Regions from separate parts of the Mus musculus genome. Here regions 2, 3, 4, 5, 6 and 7 are each linked to region 1. A link is a contact called in public HiCAR-type, capture Hi-C and promoter capture Hi-C data. All regions are on one chromosome and are shown on one strand. Each heading gives the region's core, a stretch centred on a gene start, on an enhancer-like site or on the middle of the called end of the contact. The rest is flanking DNA. Distances are from core to core; before and after follow the strand shown. Region 1 holds the start of Zc2hc1a (zinc finger, C2HC-type containing 1A). Region 2 holds the start of Snx16 (sorting nexin 16). Region 3 holds the start of Zfand1 (zinc finger, AN1-type domain 1). Region 4 holds the start of Impa1 (inositol (myo)-1(or 4)-monophosphatase 1). Region 5 holds the start of Fabp5 (fatty acid binding protein 5, epidermal). Region 6 holds the start of Pag1 (phosphoprotein associated with glycosphingolipid microdomains 1). Region 7 holds the start of Zfhx4 (zinc finger homeodomain 4).

Region 1 (4,311 bases), core at 1,202-3,701:
CTAGGGTATAGCTTTCCATGAAAAGAAATTAAAGGCTTTTCTCTAATTACTCAAGCCATGCAAAAAGTTCTGCTATTAATTATACAAAATTATAAGAAAGCTTAACATTTGGCTTCAAAATACAGTGTACAATTTATTAGTTCATTTTGTGACAATTCCAGACATAAAATTCCCAGACCCTCAGTAATGTAAACATTATATGTAAGCAACTAAAATTTCCTTTTAAAGGGTAAGAATAGGCGGCCAGTAACTACTTTCAACTAGAAATGTAAGTCAGATAGATGTCAAAGACTTTTGCTCAATGACAAAGATAAAGCAAACAAACTTGAAGATTGTATGCTACATGCTGTCCTATAACTTTTACTATAGAGAAAAAATAGCAAACAACTTCTTGCTTATTAAGTGAAAGCCTGGGTAAAAAATTAACAAATGGTATCCTTAAGACTCAAAGTTTTGAACTCTGAAAAATGTGACATTGTATGAACTCACTTTTTGAAAGAATGATGGAAGTGGAGTGGGGCTGAAGCCAGGACAAAACCACAAGAGAGCGAGCACTGCTCTTCCACTCAACAGAACACTTTGAGCTCTAACTATGCTGGATCACTTTTAGTTGCCAATATTTACCTGTTCTGCCAGACAGAAACAATGATTTCCTTATATTTCAACCTAATTTATTATAATTGAATGCATGAAATGATGGCATCTTAGTTTGTTCAGGAAAAGAAAAATCAAAGAGTTTAAGGGCCAGTACTGCTTAACATAAACCTGACTCATGAATCATGCTCATTGCATACTACATGAGGATCCTTATGTTCTACACACATACATACATACATACATACATACACACACACACAGAGTGTATATTATACTAGTATTCGATTATTTCTCCTAAATTTCTGATTTAGATAGCAAGAACTTTGACAATTTTTTATTCTTTGCATGCATAGATAAATAAGTGAAACATTGGATGAATATTTCTTTCACTGTAAATATTGATCAGTAAAAATCTGGGAAGTATTCTTAAACACTCTTCATGCAGTATGATAGCGTTGTAAAGTCTTCACACCTATGTTTCAACTCTATTCTCTATACAGTCCCTATACTAGTATAGTTGTAAATCACTAAAATGAGTTGCCTGTAGGGGTATCCAAAAATAGGAGATTTTTGAAAGGTATGCTGTCATTACAATTTCTCATTTCATGTTAATTTGAGTGGTACACCAAGCAAGACCTTCACAGCTAATCTGCAGCATAAATGATCTATTAGAATTCTTTATCACCTTCAAGATGTTTGGAGAAAGCTTAACTGCAAAATATCATTGTGAAATAAAATTCATAATCATATTATTATATTTTCTTTCTGGTACACTTAAATCACTGGGGAAGAGTTATCAGTTACCACTGTTAACTTCGTAACATGTCCTGAAATATTTGACTATCTATAATACAAGAAAATGAAGGGATCAAGTCCCCTATTCATTCCAAGTACAGTAAGTGGTGAAACAATTTTAAGAGAGAAAAAAAAACTATTTTAAGGCAGCAGGATCCAAATTTTCTGAAAGCTTGTATATCAGAAAGATCCCTAGTCTTTTTAAATCCTGAAACTGTTGTCACCACTGTTAAGATTTTTTTTTTCTTCCTTCCTTTGTTTTTTAAGTGAAATGTTGTCCTAGCGCGGGATTAAAATGGATGAAGAAAGGGAAAGAACTGGGAACAAAACAAAATCTGAAGCCATGGCTAAGGCACCAGGATAAAGTGAAGATAAGGAAGCAAAGCTGGCTTTTCCCTAGACCGTCCTCGTGAATAAACCATTAATGTTGAAGCTATTGTCCCTGCTGTAGAGCTCGCCAGGGACACTTCCTTGGGAGATGCTCCGGCATCTCTCCGAGCAAGGTGCGGTAGAAATGGAAGGAATGGACCTACGACTGTCCAAGGTGTGTGTCCAGAGCTCGCTGGAGGCAGGGCAGGTCCTGAGGGGTCAGCAAGAGCTGGCGACCCGGGCGTCGCGAACCTTAACCAAGAATACACTTTGCAAAGATAAGACTCGACCAGAGACACCTAGTGCCCACAGGAAACTCAGGGGTCCAGAAAGGACCCGACATGGTAGTTAGGCCTTGCAGAAGTGAGGACGCGGGGGCTCCAACCCCGCGGTGAAGTCGAGCACCGTGCCCGGCGGGCAGCCCGCGGCCACCGCTCCCGTAAGGGGCCGCCAGCTCCGCCCCGGGTGTCGGCGAGCGCGGGGACCTCGCTGCAGAGCCGGCCGGCCGGCCGCACTTGCCCCCAGACTCCAGGCCCCGGTCGCTCGGGCCCGCTGGAGCCCCGCGGTCGCATCCCCCTCGCGTCTCACCTTCCAGTCCGTCCATGACGCGCCGCCTCAGGCTCCGCAGGCAGCACCCGCCGCCGCCCAGTTCCTGCTGTAGCAACACGGCCGCACCTCCCACACTCTAACATCCCGGCCTCCTATTGGTCCGCGCGGGTGGGGGCGGGGTGACAGGGGCGGAGCTACTAAGGGCGGGGCTGCGCCTTCTGCCACCTCCCGAGGGACTCTCCTTCCACCAAGGTTTTTCCAACCACCCTCCCTGGAAACCGCAGCTACTTTTGTTGGCAATCCGAGATCCTTACACGCCTTTGTTCCACTTCAGCCACATTTAGGCTCACACCTTGTTTTCCAGCTTAGAATGCCTCCGCATCTCGGAGCTCCTCATCTCCAGTCAGTAAGAGAATGTCTTTTTAACAGGTCCCTCTGAGCTCTTGTAACAAGATAAGGGGGCCTTGGTCCAGCACCATCCCGTGTTCACTGCCCTTTTAAATCAAGCAACATCCTCTAGCCTTGTTCTTCAGACACAGCTCTATGGGCTAAGACATTGTTTCCTAGGTAAGTCATATTTTCTGTATGGGACTGTGGAACTGAGATTGCGCCAAACTTCTGAAACAGTTTTCTAACTATAAAAAGTTAGGCCCGAAATTAGAAATGAAACTTCCCCGTTGCACAATCTTTCCCTGGCCAGCACTATGCTTGCCCTCAACTGCAGTTCTGCATCTCATCAAGGCTGTACTGTACTGAGCGCTTTAAACTGGGAAGCTAACCTATCAAGGCACAAAGGTGTCTTTCTGTCAGAGTCAAAATGGAATCCAACCACTCAAACGGTTTTGCTTCACAGTCTAACACATTTTACCCTTACTAAAACTCTTCGAAAATTTTACTTAGCAAGAATAAACCAATCATATTGTTTACTGATTCTGGGGTGTCCATTACTAAGTTATCAATATATTTTGTTCGTAACAAGTCTTACACTGTTTTCTTGTTGAGCAGTTTAATTCAAAAGTTGTCTTAATTCTGTATACACTTAAATATGTCAGTAACTCTCTGATTTTGTTTAAACAAGCAAACGCCAAGAGGTCTTATCTGTGAGAAGACGCTCACAGTGGGTGTGAAGACCGTAGAGTCCGAGTCTGGTACAGAATAGTATAAGAAACTTCCATTCTGCAATTATCTCATGAGTCCTTTCCTTGTTCTGCTCTGGGCTTCCCTGACTTCTGAGTTTCTGGGACCTCCATGCAGGCAACCAACCTAGTTACCCTATATTGGTGTAGAGAGCCCCGCCACCACCAGTCCCCTGGCCATGCTTCTAAGACAAAATCAGATGAGGTTGAGGACAGCTTTCATAAGAATGCCCAAAAAAATAAAAAGAACACAAAAAGAATTATCAAAATAAAGAAGACATTTACTTTGCATATTGCAAGTTTAGACAAATATTAGGATGATGGACACAAGCCTTATTAGCCATAAAATCTACAGTAACATCAATAACAATAATAAAAATAGCAACAATAACAAAAGTACCTTAAGAGGCCCTGCCATCTAGAAGCCTTACAGGTGTGGCTGCTATATCACATGTCTGCCAGTAGATGGCAGAGAGGAGAGAAGCTATGTCTAGTTCAGTGTTCTGACCCATGAATAATTTACCTCACATTTCTGGAAAAAGGCCTGTCAGAAAAGCTACCAGTCTGGCATGAGGGGCCTGTCGGGGGCAGGGGTGGGGGGATGGGGAAGCATACAGTGTCCAGGGCTGAGATGACCATCAGAATGGTGCCATGGGGTCTGGGCAGAGAGGTATCCTGAGATGATTGCCAGTGGAGGGCTATGCAGGCCTAAGGGGATAGGCCATGCCTGACAGGACCCCTGACTAGCACCATAACGCATGAACAGGGCATTGTACTCCTGAGACAACCCCAGACATTCAGAGACCCTAGGTGCTAGTAAGAGGAGCAAGTAAGCGGTAGAGAATTGGAAGACAAAGAGAAACAG
Region 2 (4,311 bases), core at 1,006-3,505, 2.9 Mb before region 1:
GTGTGGTGTATATGCTTGTATGAGTGTTCACACGTATGTAGTACATGAAGAGGTCTACATACTTGTATGCAGATTGGGCAGGTATCACCCTTAATTGCTCTTTACCTTCTGAGGCAAGGTCTGTCACTGAACCTGGAACTAATTCAGACAGTCTAGGAGCCAATTTGCTCAAGAGATCCTGGGGTCCACCTCCCAAGAACTGGGATTAAACATATATATGAGCGTACATAGGTGTGCATGCCCGCACACCCACTCCTGGCTGTTCTTTGTGGGTACTGGGGAACTGAACTCTGGTCCTCACACTTGCCCAGCAAGTGCTTTATCCAGAGAGCCATCTCCTCATCCCAATTTAAATAATTGTAAGACTCCTGTCTGTGTCCACTCCTGGTTTTCAGTTTGCCTGTGTTACTTGCAGTTTTGGTTTTTACACTAAAACACAATCTTTGACCGTATTTAAGCAAAAGGCTAATATGTTGAAAAACTCACTAGGCTATTTCACAGAGTCTAAGGGAAGTCAAGAGGGGAGAAAGAATGGATCAATCTTAGAGAAATTAGCAGGGGGGCTTTCCAGACTTCTCACCACAGATACTCCTATGACATTAGTTTCTGTGGCATCAATCTTATGCCTTTGCTCAGCCACACCTCCATTTTAATTCTTTGGAAAGAGGCACCTGTTGGACACAAGTTGGATCAAATATGCTACTTGAAAAAAAAATCCAGCTTAATAAAAATGTATCTAAACCGGGATATAAACCTAGCCACAAGAGAAGCCAAATGTACAGAAGATAGAGCAATTCCTTAGGAGGGGAAATAATATATCTTTCCATTTCAAATGCTTCTTTTATCCTGTAGTTTTTACATCTTCTCGCTCACCCCACTATCACCTCAGGCTGATAAAAGCTATGCATCTTGTCTAACGATACCTTGGGTGAGCTCAAATGCCCTCTTATTATACATACATAAAAGTACACAACACAAAAGTCAGAAAAATAATCTTATTCTGTAAGCTGTGTAAACAGTTCATTTCTATTGTGGACCACTGCATAGAGTGTAAACTAAAAGTCTATAAGTAGGAACCGGCCAGTATATATATAGATTATATTGTATATATAGATTATGTTGTAGCCCTTATCTGACAACACACAGAATGTTCTTCTTTGATTACTAAAAATGTCTAGTTATCTCCTGAAAGTAAAATCTAGCCATTTATCAATACCAGAAAATATGCGATATATACATATGTATATATGTATATGTTTGTATATATGTATATCCTGTTATGTTCCACTCAATAATCTGAAAAAAAATTACTCAAACAGTTCCAACAACCTTTACAAGATCTTCATCTTTCTTCAAACTATGCTACCTGTACACTCTTATTTCTTGAGCGCTTTTCTTTCCTTGGCCCCTGGAGCCCTATTAAGAAAACTATTCCAAGGTTCATTTTTCTTTGCCTTACTTTTTTCTTCCCTTTATTCAATTATATTAATTCAAGGACAAAAAGGGCAATTTCATCCTGAAAATATCTTTATGTTTTCAACGAATTCTGTTTATCTCATACTTATTTCTCCAATAAAAGCTACACCTATGTCAGAAATCACATTATCATTTTGGAATCACCACTCTCAATTTTCCCCTTCTAGGTATCGCTCCAAAGCCCTAGAAATCATTGAATGATCTTTAAATAAGACAACTCGATTGTACTGACAAATGGTTCTGTAAACTTTGATATATAATATTAAATAATAGTGTTGCTGAAACACTAAAGGTTTTCAAATTAGCAAATCTAAGCAGCCTAATACTGTTTTCACTTGGGCTAAATTCAGAAATTCAGGCATTCAGGAATCTTTACCATAGTCCTAAATTACAGGGACAAATACACAATAAAATAGTGTTCTATCTGCCTACTCTTCAAATCAGTTGTCAATCCATCAAAGAAATGCTAATTATGGAAAATGACTAACCTTCTAGACCTCCCCCCCCAACCAGTGATAACTACAAGTCCCATGATGCAAAGCTCTAGCCCGAACTTATGCTAGCCAAAGTGCCTTCTGGGAATTGAAGTCTTCTCTTCATCTACTTGGCAAACTAGATATTGTAGCCCCATTTCTCAGAAACTCCCTAGTAATAAAGCCTGTGGAAAAAAAACTGTCGATTCCCTGTGATAAAATTAGATTTGTTCGGGCCACTGCAGAGACAGGGACCAGCAATCCCAGTGTGGGCCTCCGGGGGCGGTGCCGTGCTGTGACGTCACTTCCTGGAGCGGCATACCTCCCCCTCCCACTCGAGGCCGTCCCTTCCCTCGGTTCGCGGGAACCTGGCTGGGTGGCTGTGCCCAGGCACCGAGCGGCTGCTCCGGGGCGGAGGGTCACGTGAGGAGTCCGAGTGCCCGGGCAGGACGCGACCCGCCGCAGTCCAACAGGAGCCGCCTTCCTTCCCCTGACGGCGTGGGGTCGCGGAGCGCGCCGAGGTAGGACGCGGGGACACCTGCCGCCTGGACGGCGGGCGGGCGCGCGGGAGGCTGCGGGGCGCGGGGGAGCCTGGACCCCGCCGCACCCCTGGGCGCGCCTGGCCCGGGAGGACTGCAGGTGCGGGAGCCCGGCCTGAGGGCTCGCGGCCCGCGCGGACCGCGTCGCCCTGCCAGCTTCCCCGGGCCTGCGTTCCGCCACCGTGCTGTCACCCTCCTCCCCAGGTAGCGCGGGAGCATCCTCCTGGGTACGAGGTCAGGCGCCCCCGAAGAAGGCGACACGCCCTCCCTCCGCCGCTCGGCGCTCCCGCGGGTGGAAGTCCCCGGGCGCACCCCGAGGCCGCCCTTGGCAGCCCGGGGCCTCAGGTGGCAGATGTCAGAGGCCAGCGCCGGAGCTACGAGAATCCTGCGCGGTTCTTCTGGGGAGGTGCGGGGTGGGGGTCAGGATTCACCCAAGGGGTGAGTCCGTAGCTCAAGTTTCTTGAATGTTCCACAATAAGGAAGGTTGCACTGGCCGCGTGAGGTTAGACACCCTGTTTAAACTTCCTACATCCAGAGGGGACAGCTTGCTAAGAGGACAGTAAATAAAGTTGGGCTGGTAGACCCCCTGTTGCTGTGTATAAATAGACCTGTCATTTCTCCTGGTCGCTACTTAACATTTCTGAGTTTATTACTTAACGTCGTAATGGTAAGTCATTACTTCTTTATTCTACAAAATTATTCAGACATACAATATAACCATCTTTTGGACCTTAGGTTATTGAGAATGAATAATCTAGAATCAAAAAGCAAAACTTTTAATGATTTAATTTGATTGACTGTAAACCTGATACCTTCCCCCCCCCTTTTTTTTCGTTAACTTTACCAAGTTTGCATTTGAAATATATTTGATGCTAAGTTTAAAAAAAAATGTTACTTTCAAGACAGTTGTTGCTGGCTTGGTAGTACAGGTGTGTATCCCAGCACCTATGGAGGCTGCAAGATCAAAAGTTCAAACCTACCTAGGCTACTTACTTAGCAAGTTCACAGGCAACAACCTTGTAAGACCCTGCCTAAAAATTAACATATTTTTTAAGGAAGAGGTTTAGAATGCATGCATAGCATTGCAAATCTCAATCAAAGTAAAAGAGCATTCCTTAGTAATAATCAAACTTCGGACTGACTATGATTAGCCTGTGTAAATCCTTGGGAGTTTCAGTAATTCTATAAAAAAGTAAAATGAATGACTTTTTTCCTTCTTCTGTTCCTATGTTGCATATAGTACAACCAGGACGACAAAACTTCTCCTTCTGCTTCCATTTTTTGAGTGGGAGTAGACAGGAAATATGTTTGAATGTATGTTAGGATTAAGTCCATTTAAAATGAATATTGCAAAAAATAAAGAAAAGTAGACCAAAGGGAAAAAAAAAGAAGAAATATGTATATCATAAGGGTCAAGAAAAGAGATGTAAAATAAGTTTGTTCTCCTAACCATGTAAACAAGAGTCCACAGAGGTAAATCAGATTACAGGATGATGTTACCCATGTCTTCATAGGTAATTGAGTGTCACAAATTAAGAGAAGCACTTTCTTTTCTATTGGTTTGAGTTCTAGGTTGAAGTCTAATTCTTCAATATGTCCTTCTCATTTTTAGATAGTGAATTCCTAAGAAGAAAGCAATGAACTGCATATTGGTTGTTCTTTAAGTGTTTGGACTCAAAGGTGTACAAGTTTGTTGCCAAGGCCAAAGAAGATGGCAACCCCGTATGTCCCAGTTCCAATGCCAATAGGAAACTCCGCTTCCAGCTTTACAAACAACAGAAATCAAAGGAGTTCTTCTTTTGGCAGTGTTTCCACAAGCTCAA
Region 3 (4,311 bases), core at 965-3,464, 2.8 Mb before region 1:
TTTTACTCATAAAAATAATCCAGAGAATAAATAGAGAATGAAGAATGTTTCTAAAGAAGACTCCATGGTGTTTAGGGGGCATTTCCATGGCACACATAAGAAAGGGCAGGTTTGGGCATGCATTTGTGCTTCCTAGTGCAGTAGACTGCTTTAGTTAGAAATGGAATGGTACAGGAAAAAAAAAAGCCTTCATTTTGCACTTAAGTTTTATTGTCAAATAACACAGAGCATGTACTCATAACAGACTGCTAGAAATGGAGAGCTCATGTTTTTTTTTTTTTTTTTTAAAAGATTTTTATTTTACATGTATGAATATTTGACTACATACAAGTGTGCACTACATCCACCCCTTTATTTATTGTTATTTATTGTTCTTTTTTTTTTTTTTAATATGTAAGTACACTGTAGCTGTCTTCAGACACTCCAGAAGAAGGAGTCAGATCTCATTGTGAGTGGTTGTGAGCCACCATGTGGTTGCTGGGATTTGAACTCCGGACCTTCGGAAGAGCAGTCGGGTGCTCTTACCCACTGAGCCATCTCACCAGCCCGAGAGCTCATGTTTTTAAAAAAAGTTGTCATGACTAAGTATGGAGGTAGAGGAGTTTCTGATTCATTTATCACTGGAATTTCATCAGTGAGGATATATTTAACAAAGGGGTTGAACACAAATAGATGGAGAGATAGATTTTGGTAAATAATATCTAAAGAAAAAACCAGAAAAGGAGACTCGGGGATAGGAGTAGCTAAACTTTAGTCTTGGGCTGCTATGAGATCTCCAAGAGCTGAAAAAGAAATGTTCTGATTGGATTGGTGGGATATATATTTGCCATCTATTTAGAACATTCAGTCACGGTAACATTCTAGAAAATCTACTGTTGCTTGACTGTACCAACATTAGTAAAACGTAAGTTGCTGAGCCTTAGATTCAAGAAATCGCAAGGGCTGGGAGTTAGCTCTCTGAAAAAACTGTTTGCTGCCCAAGCCTGTGGTGTCTGTTCGAATATCCAGAATGCACTGAAAAAGTATGGTGTGTGGCAATTGTATTCACTTTACTCTTCAGGAGAGCATTTGAGTACCCTTAAGTCACATGGGAGACTATTCAGGTCTGCAGCTGATTGTCACTCATCCACTCTGATTGTGTCCAGTGTCTTGTCAGTAGAAAGACATCCCTTCCTACCCCACCTACAAGGCAAGGCCTCCCCTTAGTTCTAATGAAGAGGCTCGTCAGACATCAAACAGCTCCCTTCATCCTATGACCTAGGAGCTTGCCTCTGCAGTGTGCTCTCCTAACCGAGGAGCGATGTACACTTTAGTTGCATGTATTTTTTTTTTTCCTTACTAGAATTTTAACAAATAATTAAAAGAAGCCTTTAAATTAAAAACAAAAGCCTAATGCTTTCATGGTGAGGGCATTTACTTCAAACTAAAACATCAAGACAATATAGTAATCAGTGTCCCGGTACCTCTCTTGATTGCTATAACATTTTTTTTTTTTGCTAGCATTCTTTTTTTTTTAATTAGGTATTTTCTTCAATTACATTTCCAATGCTATCCCAAAAGTCCCCCATGCCCTCCCCCCACTCTCCTACCCACCCACTCCCACTTCTTGGCCCTGGCGTTCCCCTGTACTGGGGCATATAAAGTTTGCAAGACCAAGGGGCCTCTCTTCCCAATGATGACCGACTAGGCCATCTTCTGCTACATATACATGAGCTCTGGGGGTACTGGTTAGTTCATATTGTTGTTCTACCTATAGGGTTGCAGACTCCTTTAGCTCCTTCTTGCCAGGTCTTTGTTGGCTCCTGGGAATACAGTTACTTAAGAAATCAAGAAATCTTCGTGAGGGAGTTCTCAATTTTGGAGACTCAATGTAGAGAACAGCGAGTGCAGTTTCCAAAAGAGGAGCTAGGTTTTTCTCAAATTTGAGCCCGAGAACCTCAGCTACAAGAATTGAGTTCTACTAAGTCTCTTCTCTTTCTGGAGAGTGCTGGAACCTCCAGGAAGCGCGCAAGTGTCTTCAAGGCCCCGCCTCTCCTGTGGGCCCCGCCCCGCATGCTCGCCTCGCCCCATCGCGGAGTCCCGCCCCACCCCACCGGGGGTCCCGCCCCCGAAAGCCCCGCCTTGCCCCACTACAGGCCCCACCCACCTCACAGGACGCCCCGCCCTCGGTCCTGCCCGCTCCGGACTGACGTTCCCAGCGCTGCCCCGCCCCCTGCCCTTGCGGCGGTGGAAAGATGGCGGAGTTGGACATTGGGCAGCACTGCCAGGTGCAGCACTGCCGGCAGCGAGGTGACGCTGGAAGCCCCATTTTCATCCGCGGGAGACCTGGGCCGGGTTCTGACGGCCGGGGCGGTGGCGGCGGGTGAGGGAGGACGCGGGGCGTGAGCGACCTTCCAGGGTGATACTGGTGGTGTCTTTGTTACTGTTCCTCGGTGTAGGGGCGAACTTTGTGGCTCCCTTGGTTTGCACGCAGATCCCGAATGCACACCTTGCAGACTCCTCGGGGTATCCAGATGGCCTTGCTCAAGAAGCCCTGGTCGGCGAAGCGACTTAGATCAGGACTCCAGTTCCCCTCGGTCCTTACCATTGCCACCGTGGAGCATCCACTTTCCCAGGCTTTTTCTTGATTGATTTTTTATTTTTTTGTCTGACAAATGCGTTGAAGAGCATCAGTTTTCAGCAGTGTGTTCGCAGGTTTTTAGACGTCTTGGTGTTTCTAATATTAACTTAAGCTATTAGTTGCAGATCAGTAAACCACATTTTAGGAAGGTTTAATAAATACTATGGTAATGGTAGACCTTGTCATAAACATAGGCCCTGGTGGTATGCGTCAAAGTTCAGGGTGTTTAGACTCCTATAGCCGGCAAGTCCTTAAAGCGTCAGGCTCACAGTCTGTTAGATCGCACTCCAAATGTGAGCAGAGGGTTTCCTCATGCTGCAGCTTCTGTTAGTTCCTAACAAGGTCTTGAATGCAGCTCTTGGGTTTGGCCTGGATTCCTGCAGTAGGTGATGCCTGCACTAAGCAAAGGCAAGACAGGACGTGTTGTTGTATATGTCCTTTACCATTCACTCAGCAGATCAATTTTGTTTTTGTTTTTTGGTTTTTTTTCCCCATGTAGTCCTTTCCTAGGGAAGCTTGGCTATTTGAATTTGACTGTTAAGTTATATACATCTTGTCAGGTTGATTTACTAGTATGTCTAAATATATCTACCATCTGTGATATAGCTCATCCTTTCCAGTTTCACATATCTGTAGTGTTATTAAGATGAGGCCTATCTCTTGGACTAGCAGAAAGGGGGTGCAGTTAAGTAGGGATATGTGATGCTAAGAAATTATTTTAATCATAACTCTTCCTCCTGGGCTACCTTGAATGGCATATAATACTTGCTTGAACCCTCTAAGTCTCAAAATAGCAAACACAACCAATTTTTCCCATTGAAAGTGACATAATGGGCCAGTGACAAAGTCTGTAATCCAAACCTCGGCGTGTGTCTCAGACAGGAGCATGGCTGTAGGCAGGACCCTCATTCAGAGGCACTAGCCAGGAGTAAGACAGACCCTGCCTCAAAATCACAGTGGGAAGAGAGAACTGATTCCCGAAAAGTTATCCTCCACCCTCCATTTGTGTCAAACAAGAAAACACAACACACACACACAATAATAAGAAAAATAAATCTAAAAAAGTATAAAAATTCTGCAGATTATGTGTTTGAGTTTACATATTGACACATATCTCTAATTTCTTGGCATGAAATTGAAGCTCACAGTATTATGATTCGTTTAATAACAATAGTGATAGCTCACTAGGCGCTTCTCATTCTAGGAAAACATTCGGGCCCTTAGTCTGCAAGCATGATTACCTAGGGGGACCCTCTTGGCATTTTGGATTAAGATACCCTACAAGGTATCTTTTCTGGACTATTAAAGTTCTCTGTAAAGGACTGAGCAGTACTGTCTGGTTGCCATTGTGAAAGCAGTGTGACTGGGTTTGTGTAGCTTATGTGGCCACTTGCTGGGATTCATATATGAGATAGATTGAAGTCAGTTAGAAAGTGACTGAGCCAGGTATGGGGGCTCATACTGTATTTCCAGCACTCTAGAGTCTGAAAAAGGGGGAATGAGGAGTTTAGAGGCCAGCCTTGGCCATATGAGACCTGTGTCAAACAGAAAATAAACACAAAAAAGTGATTGTTTTTAATAATTAGTTTCTATAACTGAGGATTGATACTTGTGTGAACTTTACAAAGTATATGTATATAGACAGCATTAGTATGAATTAACTAATAAGGAATTATAGATATAAGTGAGAT
Region 4 (4,311 bases), core at 860-3,359, 2.8 Mb before region 1:
CAGGAGAGCCTACCTCGATTAATCAAACAGTAAACAAACGCAGAAAGTATTGATGGGCCAGGTTTTAAATTTTGATTTTAGTTTTAAGTTTGTAGCTCTGAGGAATGATAAGTCCACTCCACTATGCATAGAATAACAATTCTATGATGATAATAATATATATTCTAATGATCTGGAACCTGTTAACACTACAGAGAATGTTAGCTTATTTTGATCAGTGTTTGCAGCTCCTACCTATGTTCCATCAATCATGAAACCATATTGAATAACATGGAGATAGACTCTACTCCTGAGTAGCTCACCTGGCTTATGGAGACTCCACCATTTTAATCTCAGTCAATAATTCTCCAGTGAACTTTGGGACACCACATAAGTTTTAGCATTTGCTTAAGTGACTAGAACAGAACCCCTCCCACCCCAGTGTATGTGTGTGTGTGTGTGTGTGTGTGTGCAGTCATGTGAGTGTACATGTTTGTGTGTGCTTAGAGTTTTCTTCTTGTCATGTATGGAGGTCTCTATAGACATCAGAGCCACCTCCACACACTCAGCAACAGGGTTCTGTATTGTGTGACACCAGCCTGCAGTCAGTGCTGCTATAACGGAATCAGAACATCAGACTCCTTTGTGCGCTTGGCTTTCAGCAGGCACTTGGCAGGAGAATGGATTGTGCTGAGTTACCTGACTGTAGCAAGGAAGAAGCAGCAGAGGCTGCAATGAGCCCCATGGAGTCCTGCTCATCTGATGGAGGAAGCTAGCGATCATTTAATGTAAAGACATCTGATACCTGGTCCCTCATCTGTCCTGCTTTGCAATGTCAGGGGAGGCTCTTTCACTCATACAGCATGCATTTGATAAGATTTTTATTTTCAAACAACTGATAATAGAGGACCCCAAAACCAAGCTCTTGAAGGTCTTTTGTGGAAGAGCAAAAAACCATGAGTATGTGATAGACACCCACATCAGTGTCTTAAGGCAGCAGGCTTCAGAAGAGTAGACTCATTTTGTCTTTGTGGGTTTATCAATCCGATTTGCTGTCCCTGCCACTCATCTCTGAGACATGTTACATGTTGTTGATAATTTCTTGTTTTGATTCCTGAGAACCAATCACTTCACAAGTAATTATGCCAGGGCATTGTGGTCATCTTGTGGGTAGGTCATCTGGATAGAGTTCCACTTAAAAGTAACATACTTACCATGGTACTGTTCCACGTGAGGAAACATTTTAAGAACCATAAACTAGCCTTTGTTGGTCATCCAGAGCAAGTGGTTGAGCCATGAAGATTCTCTGCGGATTTTGGAGTCAGGGTGCTATGCTCTTGTTGTGTGAGTTTGGGACAAATCCCCTGACTTCTCCAAGCTTTGTTTTCCTCATCTGTATTGTGCAGGGACTCTTCATGAAACCGTTCTAACACTTATGTTTAAGCACGTAAGAGCACAAGTGCTGTCTGGTGTGGTGGCAGGTGCCTGTAGCCCGAAAGTGGAGGCAGGATGCTCAAAGACTTCAGAAGCCAACCTATGCTACATAATGGAACACTGCTAAAAATCGACGCCTTTGAAAGCGGCTCAAAGACAGGGTGCTTGTATAGTATTTACAAAGCCTATGGTCCTTAGTATTGAGGGCTGCAGGTGCGGAGAGCAACTGCCTGCCGCCGTCAAGTCCACAACAAACAACCTGTATCTAAGTGAATTATGGAGAAGAGAGTTGGTGCAAAAAATAAAAATAAAAATCTCCTTTAGGCTTACAGGTTTAACAAATGAGAGTGCCCAATGACAGTCACAACTCCAATTTAGCTGTAGCCGAAGAGCAGAATGGGAAATGGGAAAATATAAACTAATAAAGAAATTTAACTAATATAATTTATATATAATTTAATATATAATATATAATATATTATATATATTTAATTTCACTAATATATAACATATATGATATAAACTAATAAAAAAATAAACTAATAAAGACAAAAGTGGAGATTTGAAAACGGGATTCTTAGAGAAGAAAGGGTATGCAGGAGAATGCCAGAACACGGTAACTTCAACCGGACCAGCCCTTACAAAGGCAAATTCGGCCCGGCTTACACCTCCAGTCTGAGCGAAGACGTGAAGGCGGGGTTTTAATGGGGCGGGACTTCCTGTCGGAGCAATCCCCGTTACCTCCGGAAGAGCCGAAGAACCGAGCCCTCGGACGCCGGCGGTTGAGCATCGATCGCGGTGCGCTCGCGCGAGGTGAGTCGGTTCTGTCCCTGGCTTCCGTGCAGCGTTATTCGGTGGCCGAGGCGGGGGGTTGTGCGGGCTGCAGACAAGCTCTCCCCATGCTGGGCCGGGGCGCCTGCCGGGCCCTCCTCCCGGCGGTGCTCTCCGTAGCGCTCCGGAAACAGCCGAGCGGGTTCGCCAGGCGGTCCTCGATCTCTGAGGTTCTGTGTCGCAGAATGAGCCCGGCTCTGCCCAAGCCCTCAGGGCTCTACACGGCAAGTTCCCTGGCTCACGAATTTACAGGATTAGGGGTGAACAAGACCAGGTCCGGTGATGTCCTGCGTCGGGAGCGGGGCCTGTATAGGATAGAAACAATTTTAAGTCTGTATGATTTTGTTCCCAAAGTGAGGGTGATAGAATATGACCCCCGTGAAAACAAGTCTTGAAGCAAAGGTCTTTGAAATAAAAGGGTTTATTGAGCCATTAATATATATCAGCTAGGAAATGGACCAAGACTTGGGGCACATTTTGTAAACTACCAGCAACAAAGCTAAAAAAGTGCCTCTGATGAGCTAACGCTATAATTGAATTTCAAGGCACAGGCTTTTAAAGTCTCTATTCTTGCCCCCCACCATGCTCCACAAAGCCAGAACAAACCCCAGAGAACTGTTACCTAATTAACTTCCCTTGTGTCTTCCCTCTTCTGGACCTCTACATTTTAGGGCACCTCAGAAATTTTTATTTATCAGCCTCCTTTCCTCAAGGAATATTAGAACTGATTAAGAAGATGTAGCATGCATTATAAATGACCAAATGTTGCATAGCAACAGCAGTTTTTCTGCAACTGTCTATTGCTTGATATCTGTTGGGTTGAAGATTCGATGGATGGCTTTTGAAACAGTCCTGGGGAGTCAGGAGGTGTTCTGTTCATGTTGTCACAAGGTAAAGTGTGAGTGGCTTGAGGAAGCAAGTGGTGAGGAGGCAAGCCCAGCCCAAGAATGTCCAGTTGTGACAGAATAGAAGAGAGCAGTAAGAACAAGTGTGACCAAGTTTGGAAAGCATTCTTGAAGAGCTGTAAGGAGTTTATTCTATAACTCAAAGCGCCTTTTATATGCTTGCTTGGACGCTTGGATCACAGGAAAAGGCGCTTAGGCGTGAGGGCAAATGTCTGTAATCCCACCAGCATTCTGAAGACTAAGCGAGGATGCTCAAAGCTTGAAGCCCACCTTATATCAATAAGAAGGAAGGTGAAGCCGTAGCCAGCAGCATCTGGTTGTGTCTGTCTGCTCTGTGTCCCTGCGCTTCTCCGTGTACCTGACGCTCTTACAGGGGAAGCACAGGGTGTGACTTGTCCTGGGAAGCAGGCAGAGCGGCCACCTTTCCTGGGCATGAGCACTTCCATGCTTCCCTGGGCTAGGGGCCCACGTTAGTGTTAGTGCGGTCAAGCCTGGGGTGAGTCTGGAGAGGTCAGCAGAAAGCTGTCAAGTCACTTGCTCACATTTCCCCTGCCTGAAGTCTAGGAGGCAAATGGCACCTTTGCTTTTAGACATAGAGTTTTCTTCTCTCAAACGTGGTAAGGGAAAGCAGGGAACTTTCCCATCAGAATTGAGCATACGTTCTGTAAAATCTGCTCATATAATACGGGGCAAAGTACTTGTAATCTGTGAACCTTAAAACTTCACCTTTACCTTATTTAATTCCATGTGCAAAGCACTGAACTCCCTGGAGTTGAGTTAATACAGGCAGCCTTTGTTCCTTGGTCTTTAAAAGTGCTTTGATTCCAGCCTTCCCATGTTCTTTACCTTGCTCCCCACCCACTCCTACACCTACCCGTTAGACCATGTCTTGACCTCATCTGAGCTTGACCTAAGCTTCAGGGGCATCCCCACGCTACCCCCACCCCCACACTATGATATGGTATAGCTACAACCCAAAATGTGATATTGTGTGGTCACTTGGGAGACAGCTTCATAGAACATTGTTTGCTATGATAATAACTCGTTGGTAATCGCAGTACTTGGAAAGTACAGACGGGGTCAGGAGTTCAAGGTCATCCTTCGCTTTGAGACTAGCCTGGGCTATGAGACTAGCCTGGGCTATGAGTCTAGCCTGGGCTAT
Region 5 (4,311 bases), core at 608-3,107, 2.5 Mb before region 1:
CTTTCAATGCAAACAGCACAGTATTTTAAGTGAGTGGCATGCCTCTGGTGTCAATAAGTAGAGGGAAAACACACCCAGGGAAAGAACAAACATTTCAAAGCTGTGTGACCATGTGAGCTTCCATGGTAAGGCTTGTTCTGTATGTTAGGAACCTGACGTGCTGCTATCTGGAAACACTGTACGATTTGAGTATCTGGTTGACTTTTATGCTGTGTGGTTTGTTTATTCACAGTATGGAGTTCCACATTTCTGGGTTATGCAGTGGTTTATGTCCGTGTCCTTGATGGTAACACTCATAAGGAACCTGGGATACTTTCACAAGAAAGGAGACACTCGTCCAAGCAGGATGCTCAGCCAGGCTCCCGTGTCCCTGTGAGTCTTCTGCTGTGCTCCCCTCTACATTGCCCAGAACCTATGGGTAAGGCCTATAACCTTCCTAAGGCCACAATCTGGAGAACTAGCCACTCACAGCATAAACACCAGCTGCTTTCAAACAGTGCTCTCTACTGGCTCTCACTCACACCTGTGCGGCTTTCCACTGTGGACAAGGAAAGACACAAACCCCTAATGCATCCACATTCTGACAATAGCGTTAGCACAAACAGGATTCATCAGGAGCCAGACTTAGCCCCATAGTGTGCTGAATGTTTAAAAGAATTAAGGCTGGTTCTTAACCAGGGAGGAATACTGTGAACAGCAGCGCCTGAAGCTGCCTCCTCCTACCAGCAGTACCTCTTCCGAGAGAGTACCTTTCCGTTAACCCCATCCCACTTCCTAGCATCTGTGACAAGTGTCGATTTCGTTGTCTGTTCTGTGTTTACCAATGCATCCCTATCTTAAGAGTAGGCAAAACTGGCAACAGACAACGAGGCACTATTTCCAGTGAGGGTGAATTTGAACCTTGCCCACTCTCTGGTTAGGCTTTAAGGAGCAAGTGCTTGCTGCAAAGCCACACCCATCTTGTAGCAGTTGGCAGCCACGGCCCAGCAACAGCAGTTTCTGATTATAGTTTTCCAGCCAGGCCCAAGTCTCCTTGCTCCTCACCCTCCAGAATCAAGAGAAAGAAGTAGAACAGAACGGTCGCAAGACAACAACCATGCACAATGGATGTCTCCGCACTTCGCCCACATGCCACCAGCTGTCGACCGTGCAGCGCCGCGGGCGCCACGCCTAGCCAGTGCGGCGAGGAGAGGACCTGAGACGTGCTGCAGAGAAAGGGATATAAGCAGCATCATTCATAGCCTCTAAAGAGCTTCTGCAGAAACCACGCCCTACCACGCGGTGTCCTCTCTGAGGCGGAGATGGGGTGGAGGGGACTGGCGCCATCGAGGAACAAAAGATGGGGCAAAGGGAAAAGGAGAGTGAGTGCTGCCACGCCAGGGGAGGATGATGGGGCAGGACGGTGGCACAGGTGAGGATAGGAAGAGAAGTGGGGATAACATTAAGAGGCAACTGAGGGGCTGTTTGTAGGGGGCTCACAGCAGTACCGCTGGCACGCACCTGTGAAGGGCCGGAAGCAATGAGGGGCTGCTTCGGGGGCAAGAAGCAGAAAAGGGGAGAAGCGGGGTGACCCACCACGTGCGGAGCCGGCGACAAAGGCGGGCACTCCATCCTAACTGCCGCAAGGTGCTCCCTGCAGCTCCCCCGATCGCATGGTGGAAGGGAACCAACACATCCCCACAAGGATGAGGAGCCAGGGAGGGGTTCGGCGATAAAATCTCACCTAGCTCTTTCATGTACTCCTCAAAGCCGTGGCTTTCCATCAGGCGCCACTTCCCTTCGAGATCCTTAAGACTGGCCATGGTGGGAGGGAGAGCACAAAAGCAGCAGAGACGCGGTGGCGAGGGCGCTGTTCCGCTCCTGGCGCCATCTGCGCTTATATCGTCCTTGGTGTGGGGGTGGTGTCGGGCAGCCAATAGGAGGCGCGCCTCAGCCTGGTACCGCCCCTCGCCACGCCCGGACTTGTGCGCCTTGGGCTGTGCTGGGGGGTCTGAAGGTGCCACCCTGGCCTGGCTGCGCCGGACTGGGACGTCACGTTTCCCGCAGCTCCTGCAAGCTGCGACTCGTCTGGCGCGCCCTGTGCCTCCCTTAGTGACAGCTGCGGCACAGTCCCGTGGGCCCAGGGATCACCCCCACCCCCACCCGCGCCATCTGAGGACAGCCTGCGCGCCGTGGTCCCACTGTCCTGCCGCCTCCATTTGCTTTTGATAAGTACCTGGGAGGAACAAATTAGCCATCGCTTGGCGCTATAGGAATTGAATGGCTGATTACTGAATTAATAAACTGCAATCTCCTTAGCCCTACATCCTACTCCCTCATGAAAGAACCTTCTGACCCCACCCTCCCGCCTCCTGGGGCCTCACTGGGGCCTCTTGGTTGTCTGTCTGTGCATGCTAGACAATCCTGGCAGCAGTCTCTAAGGGAGATTACAATGCTCTACAAGTTTGTTTTCTCCACTACACTAGCAAGTTTCAGCTTAGGTAACTGTCACTTCCTGAAAAATCTTACTAGCTTCTATTCCCCGATCAGGGATCAAAACTTTTACTTCCCTCCATCCTTTGAGGGTGGCTGGCCCAGCTATGAATTAGTAAATTGCCTAGAATATACTGACTATAAAAAAAAAATTATCACTTTGATATGCACTGAAGTCCCACAAAACATAAGGCTCCAAGGACAATCCGCTGACAGTTAGATGCCATCGCCAGTCACAGAATCTGAGTGTGTGGGGAGGGGAGGCAGGGAGAGATACAGGGAGACAAAGGGAGCACATTTTATGAGACAGTGAGAAGAGGAATTGAGTAAAGGTTATGGAGCGGTCATGTAGCCCAGGCTAGCCTCTAACTCCATATGCAGCTAGTAGCTCCTGACCATCACTCTCCAGCTACCACATGCTGACATTACAGGTGTGGCCAACACCCTTGCGGAAGTTGTCATTACACAGTTACTGATCCTCACTTTCAGTGTCATTTTTAGTAAGCCACCTGTGATAGTCCATGCTTTGTTAGGATTCAGGTTTGTATTAGATAATTTGCCCAACCACAGGCCAATGTAAATGTCCTAAGTCTGTTTGAGGGCAGCTGAGCCATAATTTTTTACTAGGTTGGATATATACAATAACTCTAAGTGAATTTACTGCAGTCACGCTGCCCTGCAGCTGAGGAAGTGAACCCAGGATGGAAGACTCCTTCAGATCCACAGCACCCACACAAAAGCTGCTGCTGTGTCTGCACCTAGAACTGCAGCTCCCTGGTACAGCCCACCCGGCATTGGCAAGCTTCCGGGTCAGTCAGAGATCCTGTCGTGGCAGACAGCTGATGTCAACTACTAGCTTCCACATACATGTGCACACATGCAGGCCCGTAAACACACACACATACACACACAAACACACACAAATGCACGACAATTTATACTTATGATTTTCTTTGTCTAAAGTACGTCCTTTCAAAGCTATCCAAAGGCCTGCAGCTTCTCAGACCAGCTCAAAATATGCCATACATACATGAAGTGCCACATTCTCTACTAAGGCCATACATATATTGATGTGTCCTGAGCTGCGACATCCCACTGACTGAGGCCATCAGTTCCCTTCTGTGTGTGGAATGACCTTTCTCAGACTGTCTTTTTTACAGAATCTTCCTGCCTGCTCCCACACCTCATTGGAGGTAACATGGGCTGAAATGAAGTTGTCGCCACCCAGACGGGCTATCACCACGGAGACAAGGTCAGCTTGTTGAGTTTCTACTGCTCCCTCTGTGGTCCTTCCTGGCATTTGCACGGATGAATTTTAATGCCTGCGATTCCTGAGGAAGTTATCCCAGTTTCACAGGAGAGGAGACGAGGCTAAGAGAGCCGGTGCTGCGGAGTAGTAGAACTGGAATCGCACTGAGGAGTTTCTCACGAAAGATCTTGTGAAACAGGACCACACCTGCCTGTCCTTTGTTCATGATGCTTATAAGGAAGCTAAGAGAAGAGGCCACAGCCACCCTGCCAAGACACTAATTATTGTATCATCCCTCACACAATTAAAATCTGACAAGCCTCTACCATGCTGCAAGAAGTTCCACGGCCTACATCCCCTTTATTACAAGTTTCTGTGTGTCTGTGTGCATGTGTGCATGTGTCCATGTGCATGTGTTATGTGAATATGTGTACACAGAACCACGACTGCAGTCTTTAGCATTCACACACTGTGTCCTGCGTTTCCCGATTTCATACATCAGTCCACATTGCAAATATTGGCTGTGACTGTTTCTGACATATACATTAATCTGACAGTATGGCTCCCATCTCACTACGAAGTTGCTGTTT
Region 6 (4,311 bases), core at 977-3,476, 2.3 Mb before region 1:
TATTCCAGCAAGGCCACACCTCCTAATAATGCCACCAACCTGGGCAGAGCATATTCAAACAATCACAGTCTCTCAAACTATGTGGAAAATATTGCAGAGTTTTCTTTATAAGATTCCAGTCATTTCCTGTTACCTGAAGCTTGCTCACACCGGAGCCAGAGCATGGCGTACCTGCTCAGTGGGCGTTCTCTTCTTGGTGCTTATTCTTTGACTTGATTGCTGTGTGTGTGACATATGTGCATATACATGATCATGTGTGTGCATGAGCACACATGGAGAGCCCAGAGTTTGATAGTGGGTGCTTTCCTCAATTGCTCTGCACCTCATTTTTGAGTCAGGATCTTTCACTGAACCTGGATGTCCCTGATTGAGCCTGGTCCCCAAGTCCCACTGATCGCTCCATCTCCACACCCCCAGATCTGAAATAGCAGATGTGGCTTCAACATCTGGCTTTGTAAGTGGTCCCTTTCTAGGGATCCCAATCCAGGTCCTCTTGTGTGTGCAGCAAGCACTGCATCAACTAAGCCCCACAGAATGCATTTTTTTAAGAGCAAAAAATAGATACAATAACTTCCTATATCTAATTTAGAAGATCATTGTGGGATTCAATGAGGTAAGTCATTGTGGTGGTTAATCTTGTCAGCTTTACAGGACTTGGTGTGTCTTAGGGAAAGGTGTTCCCAGAGAGGCTTATCTGAGGAGGGGAGGCTCTTGCTGCCCTTGGGCAGTGCCATAGCATGGACTGGGATATTGGAATAAAAAGGACTAAACACCTCTCATCCATCCCGACTGTCAATGCCGTGTGACCGACTTCCTCACGCTGCTGCCTTCTGCGCCATGGTAGACTGGACCCTCAAAGCATGGCTCGAACCAAAGCCTTCATTCCCTGAGTCGCTGCTGTTGCCAAACATTTTGTCACAGCAATGAGAAAAGTCACTAGTACAGCCTGGTGGTGAAATCCAGACCTTTATAAGTTCTCAAACCAACGAACCTCTCACCGTCCTCTAAATCCAGCCAAGTTGGATCCTGCATCCTTATTCTCAAAGTACCTTTCCAAGCTGAAGACTGAGTTTAATATCTCCTACACATCCTCCTCTGCAACGTATTAACATTCCTTTCTCCTTTACTCAACTCCCTATTCCCACCCCTTTGCTCCTAATGAGCCGTTTTTATCCAGCCAACTTCACACTACCTGAGTGAATGTGTGTATGTTTAATATCACTCGTGCCTGTTCTTCCCCATTAGAGAAAACAAATGAACTTGTCAGACAAATAACTGTTTGGTTTAGAGTTCAGTGGACTTGGCTCAGAAGTCCTGAGTGTCACATCTGGACTGGTTATTTGTTTCCACACTGTCTATCCCCATTTCCGGGTTGCTTGTTTAATAAGTTAAAATTCAAGGCCAACAAAACCCTTGTCAGATTTATCTGCAGCTTGTTCCAGGCAATATTCGAGTCCTCCCCACCCCACCCCACTCCCCCACACAATCTCCCCTCCCACTCCCTCCCCCAGTGCCCAGTGGGTGAACCCGAACCATAGTGGATACGCCTTGGAAATTCCAAGTTAAAAGCATTTTCACCTGATTCTCAGGCAGACCCACACGCCAGTAGCTGCTCTGGGGTCTCTGTCCTCGTAAGTGGCAAGGAAGAACAGGGTGTGGGAGGCTTGCAGCCCTGGAATAGTCTTGGACCCTATTGGAATAGGGATTCCCCATCCTCCAGACCTTCTGAATGTGCGTAGGCAAGTGTTGTATTACCATACAACCAGCACATTCTCTTGGGGAGCTTTGGGCAAGGCTATTTACAACCTACATACCTGGGCCCCACCTCTCAGAGTCTCCTGTGTTTACTTTGGAGTCCAGCCAGGACAAAGGGCTCCTACAAGCTCCTCAAGTTCTTACTCTGCATCAGATCAAAGTGAAAGGTGTCCTGCAAATTGCAGTCCTTGAAGGTTAAGCAACCATCTGGGTTAAACTTGACCTTTGCAGGCTGTCCTGGGACCCTAAGGCAGTTCCCCATAGACTGCTTCTTAAGGGACAATGGGCTAAGGAGACAACCTCAGTCACAGAGTTTTTGGTCACCAGCCCTGATTTTGCGAAGCTCCAGCTCCTTGCCCTGCAGCTGGCAGCCACATTAGCCTCGCAGCAACCCCCCCCCCGACCCCGCCCCACCCTTCTCGCTCCGCCCAACCCCGCCCGTTGGCACCGCCCCCGTGACGTGCCGCAGCAGTCGCGAACATGCGCACTGAGTCCCGCGCGCTGCTCCGCCTCGGCGCTGTCATTCTCCGCGGCGCGGCGGCCAGTGCGGACTGCGGTTCCCGCCCGGCGCGCGGGTGCTGTGACTGCTCCTCCGGGGCGGACTGGTGACTCTGCAGCGCTCTGGAGCCTCTCGTGCGGGGACTCCGTGGTGTCGCATTCCCTCAGAGAGGGAGACACGCACCCGGAGCTCCGAGCACAGCTCTCAAGGGCTGGCGGCCACGACGGCGTTTGCTCGGGTTCCCGGTGCAGTCCGAGTCTCTGCGGCCGCCCGGTGCGCCCGGGAGAGCGCACCTCCCCCGGCACGGCAGAACCGAGGCGACGAGGATCAGGAGGGTCCTGCGCCCGCTACCACTGCCCACCGCGGGCCAGCCCGGCTGCGAGCAGCGGAGTTGCAGCGCTTTTTAGAGCTCTGGAGCCCCAGAAGACCTCTGCGAACCAGTAAGTTGACTGTAGTTTCTGAAGTTTCGGGCAGCGTGGGAAGGACAGGTTCGTTTTATTCCTGTGGTTCCAGGCCGAGGTTTTACCTCCCGTTAGCGGGGCTGCGGCTGGAGGAAGGCGTACTGGACTGTAAAGGATGGGGCATGGCATTCGAAGACTCAAGGCTGGAGTCTAGGGCTGGCTCCTGCCTCTCCCGAATGTGCCAGCTGGAAATGTGCTAGGGGAGACAGGTGCTCCGAGGGCATTTGGCCCGCCGCTAAATTGCACATTCTGAGCTCCTTGATTTTGCGCCGCGTGGGGTCAGGGACGTCAGCCACCTCCATCCTAGGAAGCTCTGCCTACATCCCCTCCATCCCCTCGGAGGACTGGCACAGAGATGAGAAGCTGAGACATTGCTGCTCGGGCCTGCAGGCTTTCTGCACATCCCACTTCACTCTTCCCTTAGGCAGAAGTTGCCAACCTCCCATAATTGGAGCCTAGCCCTTTAGGGAAAAACAACTTATGTGTCAAATGAGTGTTTTGTGCTCCAAGGCATAGAAAATGAGAAAAGTGCTCTATGCGTTTTAATTCATATGCTTTAAGAATGTGGGCAAGTCTCAAAGAAACAGGATTCCGAGGATGGCTGAGTTGTCCTGCATCTCTTATGTAAGCCTCCTGGCTGGGTACCTTTGCATCTGCAGGGGCTGCATCTGGGCCTCTACTCACTCCATTTTTTTTTTCAAGTCCAGCTTGAGCCGTATTTAATAAAAACGTTGACATGATATAGTGGTTCGTAGTCAGAAACAGGGCAGTCTTTAAATTAGACTGTCTTCTCCTAATAGGGAGCATGGGAGGAAGAACTTGGTGTATTTTTTTCAAGGCAGTTCAAGGAATTAGATACATAAATCATGCTTTAAAATACCATACATTGTACAGAGAGCATGCACAGAACCCTCTTTAGAACACATCCCCTTTTGTTTTAGTAAAAGTGGAGATTTGCTCATACCAGACAATTGTTGAGTCTGAAAGTGAAGTGCACTGATGGCCTTAATTATCTTAATAAACAAAGAGCATGATTTATAGGTAGCTACAGTGGCCTACTTTGAAGGGTAGAAATCTTTAACCTTTCATTCTCAGCTGCCCCTAGAGATTCCTTTTAAGCAGAGCAATGGATTAATGCCATTGATGTTTAATACTTGAGTTGATTAAATTTGTAAAAGGAATTCTTTGAAATACCATACAGCCCTGCTGTGTGACTGATAGGCAGTGACTGTTATAAAGAAAGATAATATTTAGAGTACCAGCTTTGCATTAACCAAACAGCTCATATTGCAGCTGCCCTGTGATACACATGTATCCATAGATGGAAAGAAATATGCACACAGAAAAATATATACATGCATATGGATTTGAAATAAAAACTCAGGGATGTGAGTCAATGTGAGATTTATTTAGGTGACCTTTAGAAAGAGGCATGTATGGGTTAGAGTGCTTCAGTGGATATAACAAGATGAACTAACTAGTTATAGGCACCTGGTTTAAGCATAGTTATTATTTTAAGGATTCTAAGAAAAAAGAAAGATTATTTTAACGTTGAAAAGCTAGTTATCACATTGTAGTTTATAGGAGCATTGAGTG
Region 7 (4,311 bases), core at 1,112-3,611, 2.3 Mb after region 1:
TGTTGACTGTGAGTGTGTGTGTGTGTGTGTGTGTGTGTGTGTGTGTGTGTTTGGGGGGGGGGTGTCCATGTTTGTGATCTGAACCTTTGGTACCTACAAAGAGGGTGTCTCACCGAAAGGTAGCTAAAACCTCTCCAGAACGGCGCACGGAACTGTGGAGACACAGCGGAAGGCTCCTCTGGAGCCTCATATCTGGGCCGAACCCTAGACCCAGCGCTTCAAGGAGCCCCTCGCTTGGATCACAGGTAACAAAAGAAATAACCAATGCATGGTCTTCTGGGAGAGGGGGCAAGATGGGGGAACATTCCGGAACTTGGCCATCACTGAGGAACTTTTATACAATTATAGAAAAATTTTATTTTATTTTTTCTGATAGAAAAGAGCAAAAGGAATGGAAAGGGACGGAGGGAGGGAGGGGGAAAGAGAGAGAGAGGAAAAAAAGAGAAGAGAAGAGAAGAGAAGAGAAGAGAAGAGAAGAGAAGAGAAGAGAAGAGAAGAGAAGAGAAGAGAAGGGAAGGGAAGGGAAGGGAAGGGAAGGGAAGGGAAGGGAAGGGAAGGGAAGGGAAGGGAAGGGAAAGGAAAGGAGAGAAGAGGGAAGGGGAGGGGAGGGAGAGGAGAGGAGAGGAGAGGAGAGGAGAAGAGAAGAGAAGAGAAGAGAAGAGAAGAGAAGAAAAGAAAAGAAAAGAAAAGAAAAGAAAAGAAAAGAAAAGAAAAGAAAAGAAAAGGAAAAGGAAAAGGAAAAGAAGCGAGACCAGGCTCACTCCAGCCCCTGGTAGCCTAACTGATCATATCAGGTCAGAAGGCATGCTTGGTGCCAGCTGAAGCTGAGGAGGTGAAGTTCATTTGCAGACATGGAACCCTGTAGTGAGTGTGTGTGTGTGTGTGTGTGTGTGTGTGTGTGTGTGTAAAATGCATCAATTCCCACAGTCAGCCACATCTCCTTTACACACACACACACACACACACACACACACACACACACACACACACCCTTGCCCTTTACCAAAAAAGAAAGCAAAGGCTCTTGATCTCCAGCCGCGGGTGTCCTCTTAGTGTGGCGATCAATCCCCAAACCCCGGGGCGAGCTGCCTCCACTCCCAGGTCTGCGGACATAGGCCGGGAGATCCCGCCTCCTAACGGACCTACCAGGTCCGCAGCGCCCGTGCAGCCAAGAGCCGCCAGGGCCTGCCGCTGCCGGCCGCGCTCCGCAGACCGGTGTCTACCTGCAGCCAAGCCCCGCGCTCGCCCATCCTCCCGGGCCCGGCGCCTCGCGCGCACCAGCCCTGGCCTGCCACAGCCCCGCGCAGTGAGTGCCCTTCGGGAACTTGAGAAAGGGTGGAGAAGGGAAAAGGAAGATGAAAAGGAAACCGAGAAGAGTACAGGGGAGGATCAAGGGAGAGGAGAGGAGAGGGGGGCTGCGAGCCCCACCGACCACTGTCCAAACTTTCGGAGAATGTGTGCAGAGGAAACATCATCTCGATGGGGTGCAGGGACGCGGAGCGAGCGAGGACCCCAGATAATGTCCGAGCCGCTGCCGAAATGACAGCTTCGCCGGATCACCAGAGTGTCTCCGGCTCCCGAGGAAAGCAGAACCCGAAAAGACTGAGAAAAAGACAGAAAACTGCTCGGCCGAAAGTCACTTAATACAAAAGTTAAATCTTGAAAAGCATGCCTCCCCCCCACCTCCAGCCCCAATCCCCCCTCCGCCTGTGCCTTCTCCCTCCCTCAGCAGAGCAAATCTTTGAGCCAAAAAAAAAACGGGGGAAAGAGATGGAAAAGGGGGGCAGAGCGGAAGAGGTGGTCGGGATGAGGGTACGTGTGCTAGGGCGAGCGGTAGCAAGCGATCTAGGGGTAGAGAGGCGGAGAGGGAGAGGGAGAGAGAGTGAGCGAAATATCAAAGATTGTGCAAGATCAGGCTGGAAAGATAATCGATACTCGACCTAAATTTAACACAAACTACTCAATAAAAGTTAAAGAAAAAACTTACTTTCCATTTCCCTGCAGTTCCTACTCGATCTTCGCCTCTTTTTTGTTTTGCTTTTATTTTACGTACAGCTGATCACATCCAAGTAAAACGAGAGGGTTCATTAAAAAGAATAAAAAATAAAAAAATAATCCTCGAACTTTATTGGGTGAAAATAAAAACGCTGGAGCAAAAAGTGGGGAGCACGGAGCGGTCCTCGGGGTTCCGGGAGGAGTTAAAGCATGTGCCGACCGCGGTCTCGCTGTTTGCTTGTGAAGGGGTTGGGAAAAGGAGGAAAGGAAATGAAAATCCGATATGTCTTTATTCTGCTAATTATTATCGTTTTAGCCCTGTTTAAAAAAAATGGCTGATTAAGTTGAGTGCGCATGTCTTTGTGTGTCTATTCCCGATATGCACTCTGGGAATGAGAGAGGAGAGCGAGGGAGAGGGGGAGGGAGGGGGGAGAGGTGTAATTAGTGAGGTGATCAACATTCCCCAGACTGCAAATGACGCGCAGCCAGGACTCAAAGCAGCCTGGGAGCCTCGCGACTTCCAGGGCTCCTAGCGTTGCGGCTGGAGCCCTGGACGAGGCGACTAAGGAGACGGAGGATGGGGACCTCCGGGGCTCGCACCCCATGCGCCCCTGCGCACAACTCTCAAACTTCATTAGACACACACGAACACACTCTCACACAGAGACAGCAAAGAGAAGAATATAAAAGCACAACTCATTCCTAAGAAATGCCTTTTTAGAGTTCTAGATTAAAAAAAAAAAAAACAAAAACAAAAACAAAAAAAAAAAAAACCCAGGCAAAATAATTACTCTCACACCAAAGATATGTTTACCAGGGAGCTTTAAGGAGAAATACAAGTCAAGGTAATTAAGAGCTTTTCTCTGGGTTGGTTTATTCTACTACGCACTCAGAAGTACTTTAACAGCTAAATACTAAGGCCTGAGCAAATATGCAGATGTATGTAAATAAAGAGTGCCAGTCAGTGTGAGCAAACAACACCCAGTTCAACCTCTTTCAAAGGAGAGATTTCTCTCTGGATCCTCAGGCATTCTATTTAAAACTATATCTTGCACTTGCATTTACGCTAGAGAAAACCTACAAGGGAGGTGGAAGTGGTTAGTTTAGTCAAAGTAAACTTCCAAATGAGAGTAAGTTCGGGTTGTAAGAGTGATACTAGGGTACAGCCTAGATTTTATGTAATATTCTTGAATATTTTATCAGAATCGCATAAGTTGAATGTAATGGTTTAAAAGGACTTATGGAAGAAAAGCTTTCATCTTTCTAGACTGTTCAGTTATCTTTCTGGAAGCACATTATGATGAATTTTAAAACCCCAATACAGATCTCATTAGAGTGAAATATATTTGGTATTTTCTGGTGCAAAATTTAAGGTGCCTGATTCTCATTTGAAAATCTAATTATCTCTTTCCAATATTACAGATGTGAATATGAGTGACACTTTCATTAAAAGATAATTAACTAACACTCGGAATAGACATACTTTTAAATACCCCCTACTGAATGTGGGATATATATATATATATATATATATATATATATATATATATATATAATATATCTGTATATATATATATATGAATTGCATCTTGATACACTACTACACAAGAGGTCATAAGTAGACACCATCTATGTAATATTTTAAAACCTGGAATCATATAATGAAAATAAGAGTAACCAATCAAATGAGCTGCAAACAGGAAACACCAGTGCTGCCCAGCTTCCTGAGCAGGTGAGGCACCAGCCACTTCTGAGCTGACAGGCCTTTGAAGTTTTGGATTGCCAGGATCTGCTTCAAAACCTTGTTTTAGTCCTTAAAAACCAAAGGTACCAAACAAGGTTTATAGCAACAGCAAGATTTGTAGCACATCACTGAGAGTTCAGAGACAGTAAATATGTCTTCCTGGGTCTAATACCCTTGTCCTATCAGTGTATACGCCTTACATCCTAGGACAAATGCAAATAGAACAAAACATCTGTGTGGATAAAATTATACTCCTCCCTGCAAGATCAGACCTAGGCCCATATCTGAAAAGCTGCTTGCATTCAGCAACTAGCTAACTTTACAATGAAAATTCAAAGCAGAGAATAAAACCTAGATGTGGTCTTTGGTAAGAGGAAAAGGCAATGCCATCTTAGAAATCTGGAGTGGCTACATGAAGCCGTGTTTTAGAAACCAAAGCCACTAAATGGCAACAGAAAAGCAAATTCTGTCTCAAGAGACTCCTATTTCCAACATCTTTGGGAAGAAATCTGTTCACAGTGAAAGAGTTTCTAAGATTTTAAAGTTATTTTGTTTATAGTCGCCCTACCTTC

Evidence for each region. Promoter capture Hi-C pulls out the DNA fragments that hold promoters and counts their contacts. HiCAR-type assays count read pairs that join an accessible place to other places. Capture Hi-C pulls out chosen DNA fragments and counts their contacts.
Region 2: a capture Hi-C map of macrophages shows a contact between it and region 1, with 33 times the contacts expected there. The contact joins the promoter of Snx16 here to the promoter of Zc2hc1a in region 1. A contact is called at or near these places in 2 of 39 promoter capture datasets (liver and pre-B cells), 1 of 484 Hi-C or Micro-C datasets (LSK cells), 1 of 115 datasets of contacts at active chromatin or transcription factors (astrocytes) and 3 of 9 other capture datasets (adipose tissue, liver and macrophages).
Region 3: a promoter capture Hi-C map of pre-B cells shows a contact between it and region 1, with 13 times the contacts expected there. The contact joins the promoter of Zfand1 here to the promoter of Zc2hc1a in region 1. A contact is called at or near these places in 4 of 39 promoter capture datasets (the C10 cell line, hippocampal neurons, liver and 1 more), 1 of 484 Hi-C or Micro-C datasets (muscle stem cells), 1 of 115 datasets of contacts at active chromatin or transcription factors (astrocytes) and 2 of 9 other capture datasets (adipose tissue and liver).
Region 4: a promoter capture Hi-C map of pre-B cells shows a contact between it and region 1, with 7 times the contacts expected there. The contact joins the promoter of Impa1 here to the promoter of Zc2hc1a in region 1. A contact is called at or near these places in 8 of 39 promoter capture datasets (the 3T3-L1 cell line, 3T3-L1-derived adipocytes, hematopoietic stem and progenitor cells and 3 more) and 1 of 115 datasets of contacts at active chromatin or transcription factors (astrocytes).
Region 5: a promoter capture Hi-C map of pre-B cells shows a contact between it and region 1, with 6 times the contacts expected there. The contact joins the promoter of Fabp5 here to the promoter of Zc2hc1a in region 1. A contact is called at or near these places in 5 of 39 promoter capture datasets (the 3T3-L1 cell line, the C10 cell line, hippocampal neurons and 2 more).
Region 6: a HiCAR-type map of astrocytes shows a contact between it and region 1, with 9 times the contacts expected there. The contact joins the promoter of Pag1 here to the promoter of Zc2hc1a in region 1. A contact is called at or near these places in 1 of 39 promoter capture datasets (liver) and 1 of 115 datasets of contacts at active chromatin or transcription factors (astrocytes).
Region 7: a contact with region 1 is called in a promoter capture Hi-C map of hippocampal neurons, with 8 times the contacts expected there. The contact joins the promoter of Zfhx4 here to the promoter of Zc2hc1a in region 1. A contact is called at or near these places in 3 of 39 promoter capture datasets (cranial neural crest, hippocampal neurons and liver), 2 of 484 Hi-C or Micro-C datasets (the G1E-ER4 cell line and cerebral cortex) and 2 of 115 datasets of contacts at active chromatin or transcription factors (the NIH/3T3 cell line and astrocytes).

Annotation. Positions count from the first base shown.
Region 1 is chr3:7,501,566-7,505,876 of GRCm38.p6, reverse strand. Zc2hc1a (zinc finger, C2HC-type containing 1A) reads right to left here and starts at 2,451. Exons shown (of 9, transcript NM_173181.3): 1 at 2,350-2,451. The coding sequence starts at 2,365. It also overlaps the pseudogene Gm23592.
Region 2 is chr3:10,438,074-10,442,384 of GRCm38.p6, reverse strand. Snx16 (sorting nexin 16) reads left to right here and starts at 2,255. Exons shown (of 8, transcript NM_029068.4): 1 at 2,255-2,470; 2 at 4,101-4,311. The coding sequence starts at 4,200.
Region 3 is chr3:10,349,220-10,353,530 of GRCm38.p6, reverse strand. It overlaps Zfand1 (zinc finger, AN1-type domain 1), which reads left to right and starts at 2,214. Exons shown (of 8, transcript NM_025512.3): 1 at 2,214-2,289. The coding sequence starts at 2,235.
Region 4 is chr3:10,329,237-10,333,547 of GRCm38.p6, reverse strand. It overlaps Impa1 (inositol (myo)-1(or 4)-monophosphatase 1), which reads left to right and starts at 2,109. Exons shown (of 9, transcript NM_018864.6): 1 at 2,109-2,226. It overlaps Slc10a5 (solute carrier family 10 (sodium/bile acid cotransporter family), member 5), which reads left to right. Exons shown (of 1, transcript NM_001010834.2): 1 at 1-1,814.
Region 5 is chr3:10,010,131-10,014,441 of GRCm38.p6, reverse strand. Fabp5 (fatty acid binding protein 5, epidermal) reads right to left here and starts at 1,857. Exons shown (of 4, transcript NM_010634.3): 1 at 1,724-1,857. The coding sequence starts at 1,802.
Region 6 is chr3:9,831,594-9,835,904 of GRCm38.p6, reverse strand. It overlaps Pag1 (phosphoprotein associated with glycosphingolipid microdomains 1), which reads left to right and starts at 2,226. Exons shown (of 9, transcript NM_001195031.1): 1 at 2,226-2,694.
Region 7 is chr3:5,216,604-5,220,914 of GRCm38.p6, reverse strand. Zfhx4 (zinc finger homeodomain 4) reads right to left here and starts at 2,361. Exons shown (of 11, transcript NM_030708.2): 1 at 1,988-2,361. 2700069I18Rik (RIKEN cDNA 2700069I18 gene) reads left to right here and starts at 92. Exons shown (of 3, transcript NR_045905.2): 1 at 92-245.